Linked DNA regions of Sus scrofa: region 2 is linked to region 1. Evidence: chromatin contacts called from public Hi-C data. All regions are on one chromosome and are shown on one strand. Each heading gives the region's core, a stretch centred on a gene start, on an enhancer-like site or on the middle of the called end of the contact. The rest is flanking DNA. Distances are from core to core; before and after follow the strand shown. Region 1 overlaps PTPRU (receptor-type tyrosine-protein phosphatase U). Region 2 has its middle 20 kb from the start of MATN1.

What was found. Hi-C and Micro-C count contacts between places; a contact is called where the count stands out from the background.
Region 2: a contact with region 1 is called in a Hi-C map of omental adipose tissue, with 2.1 times the contacts expected there. The contact joins two enhancer-like sites. A contact is called at or near these places in 4 of 47 Hi-C or Micro-C datasets (embryonic fibroblasts, mesenteric adipose tissue, omental adipose tissue and 1 more).

The regions. Positions count from the first base shown.
Region 1 is chr6:86,148,182-86,151,994 of Sscrofa11.1, reverse strand. The region is part of intron 1 of PTPRU (receptor-type tyrosine-protein phosphatase U); the gene reads right to left. Among named protein-coding and RNA genes, the nearest start is that of PTPRU, 12 kb to the right of the region's middle. Within about 2 kb of position 1,309, at least 5 of the 83 cell types and tissues checked have an H3K27ac peak or open chromatin away from gene starts, as enhancers often do. A contact at or near this core is called in omental adipose tissue, where this site is marked.
Region 2 is chr6:87,329,255-87,333,597 of Sscrofa11.1, reverse strand. No RefSeq gene overlaps it. Among named protein-coding and RNA genes, the nearest start is that of MATN1, 20 kb to the left of the region's middle. Within about 2 kb of position 3,092, at least 9 of the 83 cell types and tissues checked have an H3K27ac peak or open chromatin away from gene starts, as enhancers often do. A contact at or near this core is called in omental adipose tissue, where this site is marked.

The DNA.
Region 1 (3,813 bases), core at 60-2,559:
TCAGCCTGAGCTGAGTCTATGCCTAAGGGTCTTAGCCAAAGCCTCCCTGAAGCAGATGAACTGCCAGAAAGGGAATCCCAGGACTTAGAGTCCTGCTGAGTCCTTCTTGTTCCTTTGCAAGTAACAACGCGGTTGTCCCAGATGCCTCACCCCTGGCAGTGGGGCAAGCCTGGGAATGCCAGCTTCTTGGCTTCCTTCTGTCCATTCTGAGCCAGACCACATGAGCTGCCAGGACTCCCAGCCTGACTGACCTGGTCCAAGGGACTCCCAGACCATCAGACCTTAGCCATTGTAAGCCTCAGATGGCCTTATCCAGGTCAGTGAGCCCTAGACAGACTTGAGCCTGAGTGGCCCCATCGTCGTCCAGATGAACACTAGACCATCTGACTTCAGCCAGAATGACCACCAGACTGACCGACTGACCCCAGACCAGAGTACCATGGCCAGAGTGACCCCTGACCTCTGCCAAATAATTCCTACAACTGACCCCAGAGAGGGTGATCTCCTAGGCTAGCCATCACCATCCAGAGAACCCCTTGCAGAGGCAAAAAGTCCCCCTCTCCCTGGTCCATGTCCATCCCCAGCCCTGTGTCTCTGGGCCAGGTCCATTCCAGTGATAGCCTGGAATGGACATAACATCTCTGGGGCCAGGCTCTTCAGGGAGACTCCCACCCCGCTGCTCCCCAGCTCACTACGGTATGGAACAATCAGCCCTCCTGGATCCTGGGAAAAGCCCCATCACCTCCAGTCTCCATGGCTCAGGAGCTAGGAGTCCCAAAGACAAGTCGCCACTTCTGCTAGAGACCCAACTCCTGCCAGGGGCCACCAGCCCAGGGGGAAAAACAGATCAGACTCTGGGTTGAGGGCAAGAATGGGCTGAGAATTCCTCTCGACTCCATTGACACAGATACAGACACAGACGTCCACACAATCAACGTCACCACAAGAGAGCTGCCACTCACCACCACGATGCCCCATGCCACAGATCCCTCCTAGTAACTCATAAGGAGGGTGCTACCATGTTATTCCTATTTTATGGGTGGAAACCGAGGCACAGAGAGATAAGATGGCTTGTCCAAGACCGCATCTTAAGTCCCAAAAGCTGGAATTTAAATCACCGATCTGTATTCGAAGACACTAGGCACAAACAAAGCAAGGCTCTGCTATTCTGCTGGTCGCATGTGCCAATTCATTTCCATTCACAGGCCATTCGCTCACAGACAATACAAAGCAGGCCCCAGGCTGACATTAGTAGAGGCACATGGATGGTTAAGACTCAGCTCTGCCCACAAGGACCTCCTAATCCGAGTAGAGGTGAGGGAATGAGAGGCAGAGAAGGATCAGGGCCACAAGGGGAACCCTGGGGAGGAGGGTGGGTGCAGGGGGAAGGCTTTCTGGAGGTGGGTGCATCTGAGCAGAGCCTGGAAGGACGGGCACCATTCTGGCCAGCAGAGATGGGGAGAAGGGTATTTGGGGCAAAGGGAGGTAGTGAGTAAACACAGGGCGTCCTGGGCACAGAGGGAAGCCCCGACTGGCCTCAGCAATGGGAGATGAGACCAAAGGGAGGGAGGCTGAGGCCAGACCCTGGAGAGCCAAATGTCAGGAGGAGAAGTCCGGCCTCATTTTGAGTGTGGAAAGCACAATAGGTGTTTGAGCGCAGAAACACCTGGATTCAAATGAGAGAAGTGATACATCCTGTAAGCCATGAGGGGGGCAGGTGGCTTCCCCAGAGGGCACTGTAGGATCAGAAAGTGGGAGTCAGATGTCAGGAACTGGTGAGGAAGGGGCCTCAAGTCCCCAGATGACACACACTCCAATCACAGTGACAGAGATGCTCAACACACACAGACACACACACACTGAAATGTTCACACACAGTCTCTCCTCCTTCAGCCTCATTCAAGCCTTGGGGACACAGTCACAGCTGGCCTGGGGACAGGGAGAAAACCATTCCCCTCCCTGGGTATGCCATCTCTACCAGGGCCTCCCTGAGAGGGTGGGCTGAATCAACCCGGGACCCCCCAACAATTCCCCAGCCTCAGCTCAAACTGGCCCAGCTACATTCCTCAGCTAATCTCCCCAATCTGGCAGGCGGTTGCCTGAGCAACCGTCAGCCACAATTTGGGAAGGCAGGATGATGGTTTATCCACATCCGGCTGGGCTCTGGATGGGGTGATGCAAGGGGCAAAGCAACCTCTGCGGGAGGAGCCAGAGTGTGGGAGGGGGTCTCGCTGGTGTGGGGTTCTCTACCCCTCCACAGGCGTGTATTTGCACATGTGGATTGGGGGGTGGAGGGGCAGTGCACACATGCACACGTACATGGCTGTGAGAGTGATAGCCTGGCACTGCCTAGTGAGTACTCAACTGGGAGGCAGGAGGCCTAGATCTAATTCCTGCTGAGCCTCTAACTCCCTGTGTGACTTTGGGCAGGTGGCTTGCCCTCTCTGAAGCCCTACTTCCACCCCTTATGAAATGAGAATGGGGACCAAGGAGACTGCTAAGGCTGTTCCACCTCTAAAATTCTGATTCCATTTGTGCGAGCAGGCATGTGAGCAAGAGTAACTGGAGGGCAGAGGGAGAAACTATGCGGGAGAGGTATTTGAGCAGAGGTGTCTCAAAGTGTGGGTCCCCGGGTGGTGTGCTGTGAGGTTCTAGGTGTGTAGGTGCGTGTTTATGTGCAGAGATGTTTGGGGATCTTCAGCAATAAGCAGGTGCCTAAGGGGGAGGTGAGTGTGATCGGTGAGTGTCATGAATGTGTGTGTGTGTATGTGTGTGTGTGTGCACGCATGGGAGCACCAGACTTTCCTCTCCATTAGACAGGGAATGGTGTTCTGTGCCAACTGCAGCTGCCAGCCACGGTCAGTGTTTTCTGAAGACCCTAGGTAAACAGAGTCTGTTTGCAATGAGATTTTTGTTCCCTTTGATTTGTCAATAGAACATTCAGTTCCCAAAGGACAGCCCTAGGAGAAACAAAACTTCTCCCAACAGATTATAAATTTAGGGGCTGGAATCATACGCAACTTCTGGCACAGCCCCAACCCTGGTCTGGGGAACCCAAGCACAACCCCAAGAACAACGTTGGTCTATTTCATCATCTGAAACTACACCCCTTGTCTAGGTGGCCCAGCACAACTCTGGAAGACTCACCCTTGGACATTCTTGTCCAACCCAGCCCCACCTCTTGTTCTCCACCCCAATAACAGCTCCACCTCAAGCCAGTCTAACCTCTACCTCCCCCCTTCTTGAGGTCAGAGACTATCTCTTATGCCTTTGAACCCCATCCCCAAGCCCTACATATAATGGAGTATCAAAAGTGGCTGGACTTACGGACCCAATGATCCCAGCAACTAGTCTGATCCTAACCAACGGCACTCAGACTCAAAGACCATGACTTCAGCCTGGAGACCTGGCCCAGCCCACTTCACTGCTCTCCTTGCCTAGATCGACACAATCAGACTTTGGCCGGGGGTCCCTGGATCTGCCTTCTAGAGCACTAAATAATTTTTTTTTGTCTTTTTTGTCCTTTTAGGGCCACACCCACAGCATATGGAGGTTCCCAGGCTAGGGATCCAATCGGAGCTATAGCTGCTGGCCTACGCCAGAGCCACAGCAACACCAGATCTGAGCCACATCTGCAACCTACACCACAGCTCACAGCAATGCTGGATCTTTAACCCACTGAGAGAGGCCAGGGATCGAACCTACAACCTCATGGTTCCTAGTCGGATTTCTTTCTGCTGCACCATGATGGGAACTCCCAGAGCCCTAAATAATTGATGAGCAATTAATCAAGGGCAGGGCTGGCAACAATAT
Region 2 (4,343 bases), core at 1,843-4,342, 1.2 Mb before region 1:
CGTCTCTCTGAGATGGTTGTTACTGTCCTGCTCTTACCGCTGGCTCCGAGATGCCCTGTGAAGGGCCTGGGCTGGAGGCACCTCTGGTCTCCCAGGGCCTGTCCAGAGGCTTTGCTGGACCGTAGGTGGCAGCTCAGACCTGAAGGTTGGGGAAGGGTGGGGTGTGAAGTAAGAGCGCCCCCAGGAGGCACCTTCCTGTTCGCCTTCCCTCTCCTGTTGCAGTGGGCAGGGGTCAAGTCTTCTTTTCCCAGATCAGGGTAGCAGTGTCTTCAACTTCAAAATAACTTCAGCCTCCGTGTGCAAGAGACCAAGAAGTAGAGGTGACTGGGGAGTCCCCAGATGCCCCCACCATCCAAGGACCTGGGGGAGTCCCCTTGCTGTCCCCGATGTGCTGTGTGGCGTCAGGCCCGTGACTGCCCCTTTAGGTCTCAGTTTTCTCATCTGGGAAATGGGGAGAACAGTTCCCACCTGGCTGGGCGTGGAGACTGAAAGGAGACGGTGTGTAAGTGCTGAGCGAGGGGCGAGAGTCCAAGGGGCTCGAGATGGGAGCTGCATCTCTGTGGGATTCAGGTCCAGGAGCCGCGTCTCAGTCCTGGGTCTCCCCCCGGGGCTCCAAGGAGGAGCCGCAGCTCCTGAGATAAACTACTATCCTTTCCTCCGCATGGAAAACCTGCTAACCTGTCAGGACCTGTCCCCTCCCAGGGCCCCTCAGGTTCCAGGGCCTGAAGTGGCTCCTTTCTGTCTGTCCCCACTTTTTATAAAGTGTGAGGGCTGCCCTGCTCAGGGACGGGGTGTGTGGAGTGCGCAGGGATGGTCTAGACACTGGCCACCCTGCCTGTGCCTGGATCCTGGGAGTAGATCTCCACCCAAAGGCCCCGTGTGACCGTGGCAAGTCCTCTACTGCCTGGACCCTCATTTCATGGGTGGCATCTTGGGCTGTGCCAGGCATGTAGAGGGGACGTCAACCCTGGGACTGAACCTGGAACTGTAGCACCCTAACAGCTCCAACACATTTGGCCCGAGTGGGTGTGACTCTGCTCAGATGTGCCCCAGAACAAGCTCAGCTCTGCTTCCCGGGCCTTGATGGACACGCAGACAGAGTGAATGTGGGAAGCATGAGGGCATCTGGGCCGCACAGAACATCCTAGCTCCCTCGGTTCCCTCGCTTCTTAGTGGTAGTAAAAAAAGTAATTTATACCGCGTTCCCTGCTGGTCTAAAAATTCAGCACTTCCACCGGCAGCTCAGGTTCAGTCCCTGGTCTGGAAACTGAGATCTCACATCAAACTGCTGCATGTTGTGGCCAAAAGAAAAAAAAAAGTGATTTATGGTATATTAAAGTATAAAGAGTAGATGATTATACTTAAACTTGTGCTTAATAGATGTTCTACTTTATGACATATAAATTAAAAGAAGAAATACTATAATCATGCAAATAATAAATATTAAGATAAAATATAAACATATTATTATATAAATAGTAATTTATGTATATAAATAGTAATGTATATATAAATAGTAATTATAAATAGTATTTATATAAAAATAGTAATTTATACATAGTAGTTATATATAAATAATAATTTATATTATAGTAATCTTTATATATATGTAGTAATTTATAAATATAGACCTGTGAACAACTAACATATCCGTGCCCACTCCGAGCTAAGCCTTGTGCTAAGAGTCTAACCTCGTTTATTCCTCTGAACCATTTGGGGAGCTAGGACTCTCCCCATTGCACAGGTTGGGTAAAGTGAGGCTCAGAGAGCAGAAGGGACTTGCAGAGGCAAGTAGAGGCTCTGGGATTTGAACCCAGGCTTGTCTGCCCCACGTGGTCGCTGTCTTCCTTCCTCCAGGAGGAAACCCCTTCACAGGTTGGGGTCCCGGCCCCACTGATTCTGTGTCTGGGCCCTGTCCCGCATGGCCACATCCCCTTCTGGACTCCTTGCCGGGTCCTGCAGCCTCACTCCCACCTGGAGGCCTCTGTGCCCACCGCCTCCCTCCGCCCTGGCTGCCATGGTTGGCACAGCTGCTGCCTGGGCGTGTGGCCACACTGGGGAAGGATTTTTCCCTTTTCTTAGTATCAGATTTTCCCTTGCAGTTTCCCGCTTTCATTCCTGGCAGGAGCCCGTGGCCCGGGGCCAGCAGTCCCTCCCAGCCTCACTTCTGTCTCTAGTGCAGAGCCAGGAATTTTGCCCCAAGCTGGGGCTTCTTCCAGGAGCCACGACTGGGGGAGGGGACGTTGTCAGCAATGCCATTGGCATTCCCATGGGGACATCACAGACTTTTGGTCCCTTACCCCCCAGGGGAGGTCTTCCCTCCTGGAGCCTGTGATGAGCTGGGCCCCCTCCAGCTGCCATGGTATTTCCCTGTGCCAGCAGATGCGGGTGGGGAGGAGGAAAAAGAAACTGCCCCAGGCTGCGCTGGATTGGGAGAGGCCAGGCTGTGTCCACTCACTCAGATGCCATTTCCTCTACCCCCCTGCCCCCGCCTCCCTGCCCCTCCAGCAGCAGCTCTGGAGTCTCCCAGGGTGAGGGGGTCTGAGAGGTGACTACGGGTGGTACATGGACAAACACTCATATTTTATATTTTACCAGTCATGTGTTTATTTAAAATGGTATCAGAGAAAAATCCTAAGCAATTAAGGCATTAACCCCCTGATTTCACGGATGTTATTGCTCAGGGTGAGGCAAATTGAAAGAAGGAGGCCATTTCAAGTCCATTTAAAGGGACTGATTGAATCAAAATCAATGTTGTGTAAGTGGTGGGTGGAGGCGGCAAACGCGCAGGGGGGTCAGAGAAGCTGCCGGAGCTCGGGAGACACTGAGGGGGCCCGTGAGTGAGCTCTGGGGCCTCCCCTGGATCCGGAGGGGGACCTGCACCTCGTGAGCCTGTTTCATCCTCTGTAACGTGGGGTGAGTAGTGGCAGCTGGTCTAACGGGGTTTAGACAGGGTGAGGAAGGGGAGGGCTGGCCCAGAGCCGTGGTGGCAGTGGTGGCATTAGCAGTAGTATTAGTATCACTGTATCATCAGGAGCTTATTCTGGGTCAGGTGACCTGTGTCTCTCAGCTTCTGGAGAGCTTGTCTCCCAGTTCTTGGCATAGCCCCATGAGGGGGGCCCATCTCACATTCACTGCTCTGGGCCAGTTCAGCCACCTGCTGGGCACTGACGCAGCCTCTTGGCGCCCCCATATCCTTAACTGTAGACTGAAACCAAGAGACCCACCACACAAGAGGTGTAGCTCAGAGGAGCAACCAAAAAGGCAGGTCAAGTCCCCAGAACAGTCAAGCTTCATCCTGGGTGAGGTTCCATCGTCCTGTGGGGTGAAGACCTGCTGGTCAGGCAGGGACAGTTTGGTGTAATTTGGGGCAGGTGTAGTTTGAACCAGCTCTGTTGTTCTTGACATGCTCATCTATCCATCCATCCATCCATCCATCCATCCATCCATCCACCTACCATCTATCCTCATCTGTCCATCCATCCATCCATCATTCACCCATTCACCATCTATCCTCATCTATTCATCCATCCATCTATTTATCCATCCATCCACCATCCATGTATCATTGGTCTATCTATCATCCATCTATCCACCATCTATACTCATCTATTCATCCATCCATCCAGTAAGTGGTTTGGGGGCAGCAGGGGCCATGCCAGGGGGTTGGGATGTTATCTGAGTGTGACAGTTGCTATGCAGGGTGTGAGCAGGGGAGGGACATGAGCAGATTTGGGCCGCCAAGTGGGTGTGGATAGGGCTGAGGGTGGGAAGAAGCCAGTCAGGAGGCGGTGGCTGCAGGCCGGAGGTGGCTCCTGGCTGAACCGACATGGAGGTCAGTGTGGCCTTGACAAGGGCAGTGTCACAGAGGCTGCATGGAGACTGAGGCAGGCACAGGAGTGTGTGTGTGGGTGACAGTCAGTGTGGATGACTGGTTTAGGAATTTGGGCCGTGAGGGGAAAGAGAGGGAGATAGCTGGTGGGGAAATAAGTTCAGGTTTATTTTTTGTTTGTTAGAAGGTGAGAGAGACTTGAATATAAATAAATATGAATCAGGTGTGAAGGGAAGGGGGTGATAGACCTAGAGAGAAATCAAGAAGTAGATACAGATAGATAAAGAGATGAAAGCTGCCCTTGCCTCTCCCCTTGGATTGAGGCGGTGAGTGGGAGGGCCTGGTCAGAGCAGGTCTGGGCTGGACAGCCAGCTGGAGGGGACACAGTCTCCATCTTGGAGGAGGAGGGCCTTTTGGGTGTCTGGGAGTTTGAATGTTTGGTGTCAGGAAATCTAGGGAGCTCCTGGGTTTTTTTTTTTTTTAATTTTTTTTTATTTTTTAGGGTCACACC